Linked DNA regions of Mus musculus: region 2 is linked to region 1. The links are chromatin contacts, called in public Hi-C maps. All regions are on one chromosome and are shown on one strand. Each heading gives the region's core, a stretch centred on a gene start, on an enhancer-like site or on the middle of the called end of the contact. The rest is flanking DNA. Distances are from core to core; before and after follow the strand shown. Region 1 overlaps Dennd1a (DENN/MADD domain containing 1A). Region 2 overlaps Psmb7 (proteasome (prosome, macropain) subunit, beta type 7).

What was found. Hi-C and Micro-C count contacts between places; a contact is called where the count stands out from the background.
Region 2: a contact with region 1 is called in a Hi-C map of cortical neurons. The contact joins two enhancer-like sites. A contact is called at or near these places in 3 of 39 promoter capture datasets (the C10 cell line, cranial neural crest and frontonasal cranial neural crest), 1 of 15 datasets of contacts at CTCF or cohesin (pro-B cells), 3 of 484 Hi-C or Micro-C datasets (cortical neurons, embryonic limb bud and palatal mesenchyme) and 2 of 115 datasets of contacts at active chromatin or transcription factors (astrocytes and embryonic basal ganglia).

The regions. Positions count from the first base shown.
Region 1 is chr2:37,814,367-37,817,396 of GRCm38.p6, forward strand. It overlaps Dennd1a (DENN/MADD domain containing 1A), which reads right to left. Exons shown (of 23, transcript NM_001362973.1): 20 at 2,550-2,638. Among named protein-coding and RNA genes, the nearest start is that of Crb2, 40 kb to the left of the region's middle. Within about 2 kb of position 1,530, at least 9 of the 459 cell types and tissues checked have an H3K27ac peak or open chromatin away from gene starts, as enhancers often do. A contact at or near this core is called in cortical neurons, where this site is marked.
Region 2 is chr2:38,619,751-38,622,780 of GRCm38.p6, forward strand. The region is part of intron 5 of Psmb7 (proteasome (prosome, macropain) subunit, beta type 7); the gene reads right to left. It also overlaps the pseudogene Gm13586. Among named protein-coding and RNA genes, the nearest start is that of Psmb7, 23 kb to the right of the region's middle. Within about 2 kb of position 1,606, at least 69 of the 459 cell types and tissues checked have an H3K27ac peak or open chromatin away from gene starts, as enhancers often do. A contact at or near this core is called in cortical neurons, where this site is marked.

The sequences.
Region 1 (3,030 bases), core at 280-2,779:
AATGTGGTCATAGGCCCTTGCCTCGGTGGTACATGTGTGGAGTCCAGATGCTAACCTCAGATGTCCTCTCTTACTGCTCTCTATATTATCATTCTGAGATGGTCTCTCAGATTGGGCAGATGTAAGTCAACAGATGAATCAGCATGGGAATCCCTCTGACGGCATCTTGATGTGTGCCTAGCAGGTTTTCAGAGATGTCTACTGAATGAGTGCACATATGGATGCAGATAGGGAGCAATGGGCAGAAATGTGTCAGCAGGAAAGGAAGCAACGGATCTCAGCTGAGAGCTGCTGGCTACTGCTGGAGCTTGGTGGGCCTCAGAGTGCCCAACTCCTAAAAGGCTCCATCTTGCTGAATAGAGATAACTATTGAGTATGTTGGAATTCAGGGACAGGCAGGAAGGAGTCACCCCTTCAGCTGCAGCCTAAACCCTCTAAGAGCCCAGTACACTTTGATATCCTCAGCAGAGATAAAGAACTAGGACTCAAGACAAGTCACAGTGGTTCAAAGGGCAGGCCCTGAGTCCACGTGTACCACCAGGAGCCACCCTCCACAAAGACCACTAGATGCTGGCTCCTGCCTCCCAGCCCCTCCTTCCAACTCTCCCAACATGGAGCTGACAGATTGGTGGCGCTGTTTTCCTTCCCTTCCAGAACAATATTTGAGGAGTCTGTTTTATTAAAATATTTTCCGCTGGATGCTTCCTGTGTTTCAAGAACTTGGTCTTGCCAGCTGGAGCTGGTGACAGTTGAGAGAAACACATCCAAGTGCTGTTGTGACATGGCATTTGGAAGTGGAGGAGCATGGGTGGGGGTAGAGGATGGCAGCATGGAAGAGATGCAGGAAAACACCCGGGTGGCACCAGAAATGTCATTGGCATGATGAGAATACAGCCTCGCCTCTTCCTCATTAAGAAAATGTGAAGAGAAACCCTAGCGATGACGTCTTAGAACATCCTTTGCTACCCGCTGGCCAGTCTGAGCTGCAGTGAGGTGTCTTTTGATTCCTGTCACTGTGTTTGCCAGCCCTCTGAACCAGCCCCCACACTCTTGCCCAGTTCATCTCAACTTGATGCTTTCTGGAAAGAAATCTAAGACAGGCACATTACACGAAAATACTGAAGTGATGCCGACCGGGCTAGGGCAATTACCAGGAAGAGCTACCTTCTTGACACAGCCAGCTTCTTGCACACACTAAAGAATTACTCCTGTCACTGGGTTTGGAACAGGAACAGCATAAATAAATGTGGGTGGTGAGTCCAATCTCTAATCAGGACCACAAAGTGGGGAATGCGTTTCCATAGGATGTGGACTGCTGCCAGTCTGGGATGTGTGCGTGTGTTATACAAGGATATCCTTAATTTAAGACTCAATAGCTACAGGTCCGTGGTTTCTATCCCAGGACACTTAGATCAGCTATGAAGAGGTGGCTAATTCCATTCCCTCCAAGAGAAATCTTTAAGGCAAGAGGAAACCCAGAGCCATGCAGCATTCTCACCACAAGGGGGCAGTCATAAGCCACGGCAAAGGAGATGTCCCTCACTATGTCCACCACAGCAATGTGTAGAGCCCAAGTTAAATATGCCCTCACTTCAGGTATCCCCTCTTCAAAATCTCACATATCCAAGCATCTCCAGAAATAAACATATATTTTCCCACTCTGGTGTTCTCCCTGAATGGTCTTTACCATTCAGGAAGGCTGGATCTATAAAGCAGAGGATTATGGGAGAAATGAAGTACACTGAGGTAGGCCATAGCCTGACATTTTGGAATCATTTCTATTTTGGCACCACTTCTTTGCAAAGAGAGGCATTCTTCCCTTTCACACAAAGAATAGTTTTTCCCCCTCAGTCCTCAAACCACCCTAGGCCAAGATGGATCTGTGATATCTACAGTATTTCTAAAGATATCCAAGGAAGCTGGTGAATAGCTGAGCCTAGGGCTATGCATACCAGGACAAGGGGAAATAGTGTTTCTCTCTCCAGGTTGGAACTGTCTACAGCTTGCAGGTTCCATCTCCCATCTATCTAACAGCCACTCAAGATGTTACTGAAGCTGGCTCTAGGCTGGGTCACAGGGTGTCCAGAGGTCCTCTAGGTCAGGGGGAAGTTTGAAGGAAAGGCCTAATAGCACAGGTGCTATGGCTGAGGAGAGAGCAATGGTGAGGATGCTTTCTGATAAGCTCAAGCCGTGGAGACTGAAGAGCAGTAAGCCTACAATGGGGCTTGGCCTTGCAGGAACGCTTCTTTGACAAGGCAGCTTACTCTCACCTGTGGACTCTTCAGTGTTAAGAGGCCTGGGGCTTCCTTTGGAATGTGGCTGACTGCCTTTGAGCTGCACCACTCAAAGCACAGCCCAGGTTCCTGATGTGACAACAGAGGCTCAGACTCTGACACCAATGACCAAGTTCCCTGTCTGGCCTTATTTAACACCTGCTCAGCATTTCAAAGGAGCCTCCAAGAGGAAGGCTGGGGCTACATGCTTGGTCACCACAAAGCTCTGGCTCATTGGGTTCCTGGGGAGAGATGAGAGGGAGCAATAGTACTCACTGCTCAGGGCTTGAGACAGATGTCCTCCTGCCTTCCACAGTGATGTTGCTCTTGGGTCTCCTGACGACATGTGGACGAGGAGGCCGTACCTAAGGATGAACATGGGGAAATCCCCAAGAAGGAGTGAGTTAAAAAGGCCCCACAGGTCCACTGTGAACATTTGGGTAAACAGCCCCAGAGGGCTTGGTTACAGGTTCTCCAGGCCTGGGCTACCATGGTCTCCTGGTTATTACGTAAACACCACCACTTAACATACAGCATATGGATATATATGCTCTCTGGAATTTAAGCCAGAAAGGCTCTCCTCATCTGCAGACCCAGTGGCCTCTCAGAGAGCTGACTGAGGTGTGAACAACATGGGAGGCAGAACAGCAACACCCTATTTATGGAATTCAGTGTGTGGAACAAAGAGGTTCCACTCACATTTGTTTGGGGGACTCACACTCAAAATACTTTTTTACAGCTGAATTACAGGATACTT
Region 2 (3,030 bases), core at 356-2,855, 810 kb after region 1:
TTTGTTTTGTTTTGTTTTGTTTTGTTGGGGGGGTGGTGTTGTTTGGTTTGGTTTGGAGTCTTCCTCCATAGCCTAGATTGACATGGAAAAGTGGTCCTCCTGCCTCAATATCATCTGCCGCCTCCCTGTCTCCAACTCCACTTTTCTTTTTTCTTTTGTTTGTATCTGTAGTACTGGGCATGGGACCTAGGGCCTCACACATGCCAGGCGAGCACCATGCCAATGTCCTACACCGTCCTCCTGAGAGTCACAGGGCTTTCTCCCTTCCACCACCTGTCTTACACAGGAAAGCCAAATGCTAAAGTCAAGGTTAGTAAGTGAGTCGAGCATTGAGCTAATGCTCACAGTGAGCCTAATCACCACACATCTGAATACAATCTGTATTGCTTTATAACTTTCATTTTACTTAAAAACTCAAAAAATATATTTGAATTTTAGTTAATGTTTTCAATGATTAAATGTATTGTTATTGTCTAGCACTGACACTTAGGCATATGTTCTTAGAGTATTTATATTACAATAGCCACATTTTTCAAAAATAAAATTAAGTCTTAATTTTCTGAAACCTCAGAAGGTACTTAACAGCATTAGTGCAGATTGAATAGCCTTTATCCAAAATGATTGGGATCAAAAATAATTTGAATTTCGGATTTGGGGAAATGTGCATACATACAATTATAATGAGATATCTTGGGATGGGACCCAAGTCTACACATGAAATCATCTGCTTCATATGCAACCTATACACATAGCCTGAAGGTAATTTTATGCAATACGTAAGGGGATCTCAGTTCCCACTGCAACCTGTCACATGAAGTCCAGTGTGGTGTCTACCTGCAGTCAAGATCCCCAATTTCACACTTCAGAGCTGGGATGCTCAACCTATGGTTCAGCCTAAACCTGTTTTTCTGTAAGAATTCAGAATAAATTCTGAACGTCTTGTGAAAACTCACAGCCATTTACTTGCTCTGTATGCTTTAAAATGCTTGCATTAACACAGAATGTATGCGGTTTTAGTTTTGAGAGGTATATTCTTTTATATATCAATGTTTGCTTAAATACTAAATCAAACGTAACAATTCTATACTCACTGTTACTGGACAACTGGAGAAATCAAAACTGAAAGGCTTCTCCACACTGTGCTGCTACCCAAGCTCTAAGAATCTGGCAGGAGGAAATCTGCTTCTTCTAAGTCCCAGGCTTAAACTCAGACTGATGCTCCCAGAGTCCTCAGCCCTGAAGCCATGTGTAGAGGATAGCCCCCATTTTAAAGACTAGAACTGATACTCCACTTGTTTCAAATGATTTTCCTACAGCACAGCAGCTAGTAATAAGTACACTGAAGATTTAAACCTACAGTTCAGAGGCTAGGAAGCCCAGGCCCAATTCCGAAGCAACTCGGGACATGCCAGTTGCCCAAGCTCTGTAAACACACAGCTACTCAGGTAGGGAACAGTTCTGGGCTCCCTGGCCTCTCTGGGTACATCACTCTGAGCACAAGGTACCATTGCCTCACGTTTGATCAGTGACTCCTACAGGCTGAGGAAGACACTGTGTACAAAGCTGAATGCTGGGGCATAGTCAGAGCTCAATGAAAACTAGTTATTGTAATGACTCAGGGACAAGCTGCCTGTCCTCCAGCAGTGACCTGATATACTCATTCTCCACGGGTCCCTGAGTGGTAGCTTTAATGGGAACCAAGGTGTTCAAAATTTCTTTTCTCAATGCCGAGAAGTTCTAAGAGACAGCAAGAAATGGATCCCCACTGCTTTTCCCCAAATCAATTTTACCAGATCTTCACAGGAAAAAGGGCTGCCTCTGCTAAGGAGCAGTCTGTTTTAAGCACCCAAGGACCTGTCTGCCACTGTGGTCTGCCAAGGTGGAAGATGTATGCAGCGATAAAGGAGTCACGCAGAACTTTCTAATCCATCAGTGTCAGCTCTTCCTGACAGAGCGCTTACTCACACTTGCTCATTGTTAGTCAACTGGCCACTCTTCCTGCAGAAAACCTGGTGCTTTCCACGGACCTATGGATGGAGGTCATTTTTCACTCCATTCCTGCCTCCAAGGCCTCGTCTCCTGGTACTGGTGCTTGCACCGAGGCCAACAATGCCAGTGTGTGAAAAGCTGATTTATGAATACAAAGCAATGCTGGTGCCAGGGGACTGCACTCAGCCACTAGAGAGCAGTGGAGCACCTCTCCAGGCTCAGAGAGACTAAGCCACAGACTTGAAAAGGTTTAATTGTATGCATGCATTTCATTATAAGCCTTGGCCAAAAGCTTTAGAGGCAGGCGGCAGGGCAAGCAATCAGACAATCTTGCATGGCTTGCTGAAATCCAGATTTGTCCTTTGTCAGCATAAACAGTTTAATTTGATGTTTTCACTCCTGAGTAAGCACTGAGTATTACATCTAAACCCTCGTGAGGGGAAGAACGCCTCCTTTTCATCAACAAATGTACTTCAATGTCAGGGTCGACTTTTAATTCCCAATAAATTATTGGAAATATATTCCCAGTTAATATGCTGGGAAAATATATATTCTCAATCATCCAACATTCTTCACTAAAAAACTAGTATCTCAAGCAATGCAGCTCCTTCTCTACACATAAATGTAAGAAAATATTTAAAATACCCTTTGAAGGGAACGGGGGGGGGGGGGGGGGATTTTCCTCACAATTGTAACTGTAAGGTCTCATGGACCTGACAGGTTATAAACACTCCCAGGAAAAGCTTAAAATCTGGGGGTATCTAGGCTTAAAATGCTAAAGGTTTTCTTATTAATGTATTGTGGTGACACACCACTAGTTATGGCAAGAAACATTCTCTTAAAACAGAGGGCCACCTAACCCCATGCCTATGGACTAAGATGGAGGGTGACAATTGCTACAGATGTGTCTGTCCTACTTCCTGTCCTGCTTGCAAGGGTTAGTCTGCTTTGCAAGTCTTTCCCAAGCTGCCATGAACCCTCAAGAACAAAGCTTCAGAACCCTCAAGAACAAAGAGGGTGTTTCTCTTTTGGTCCCAGGCA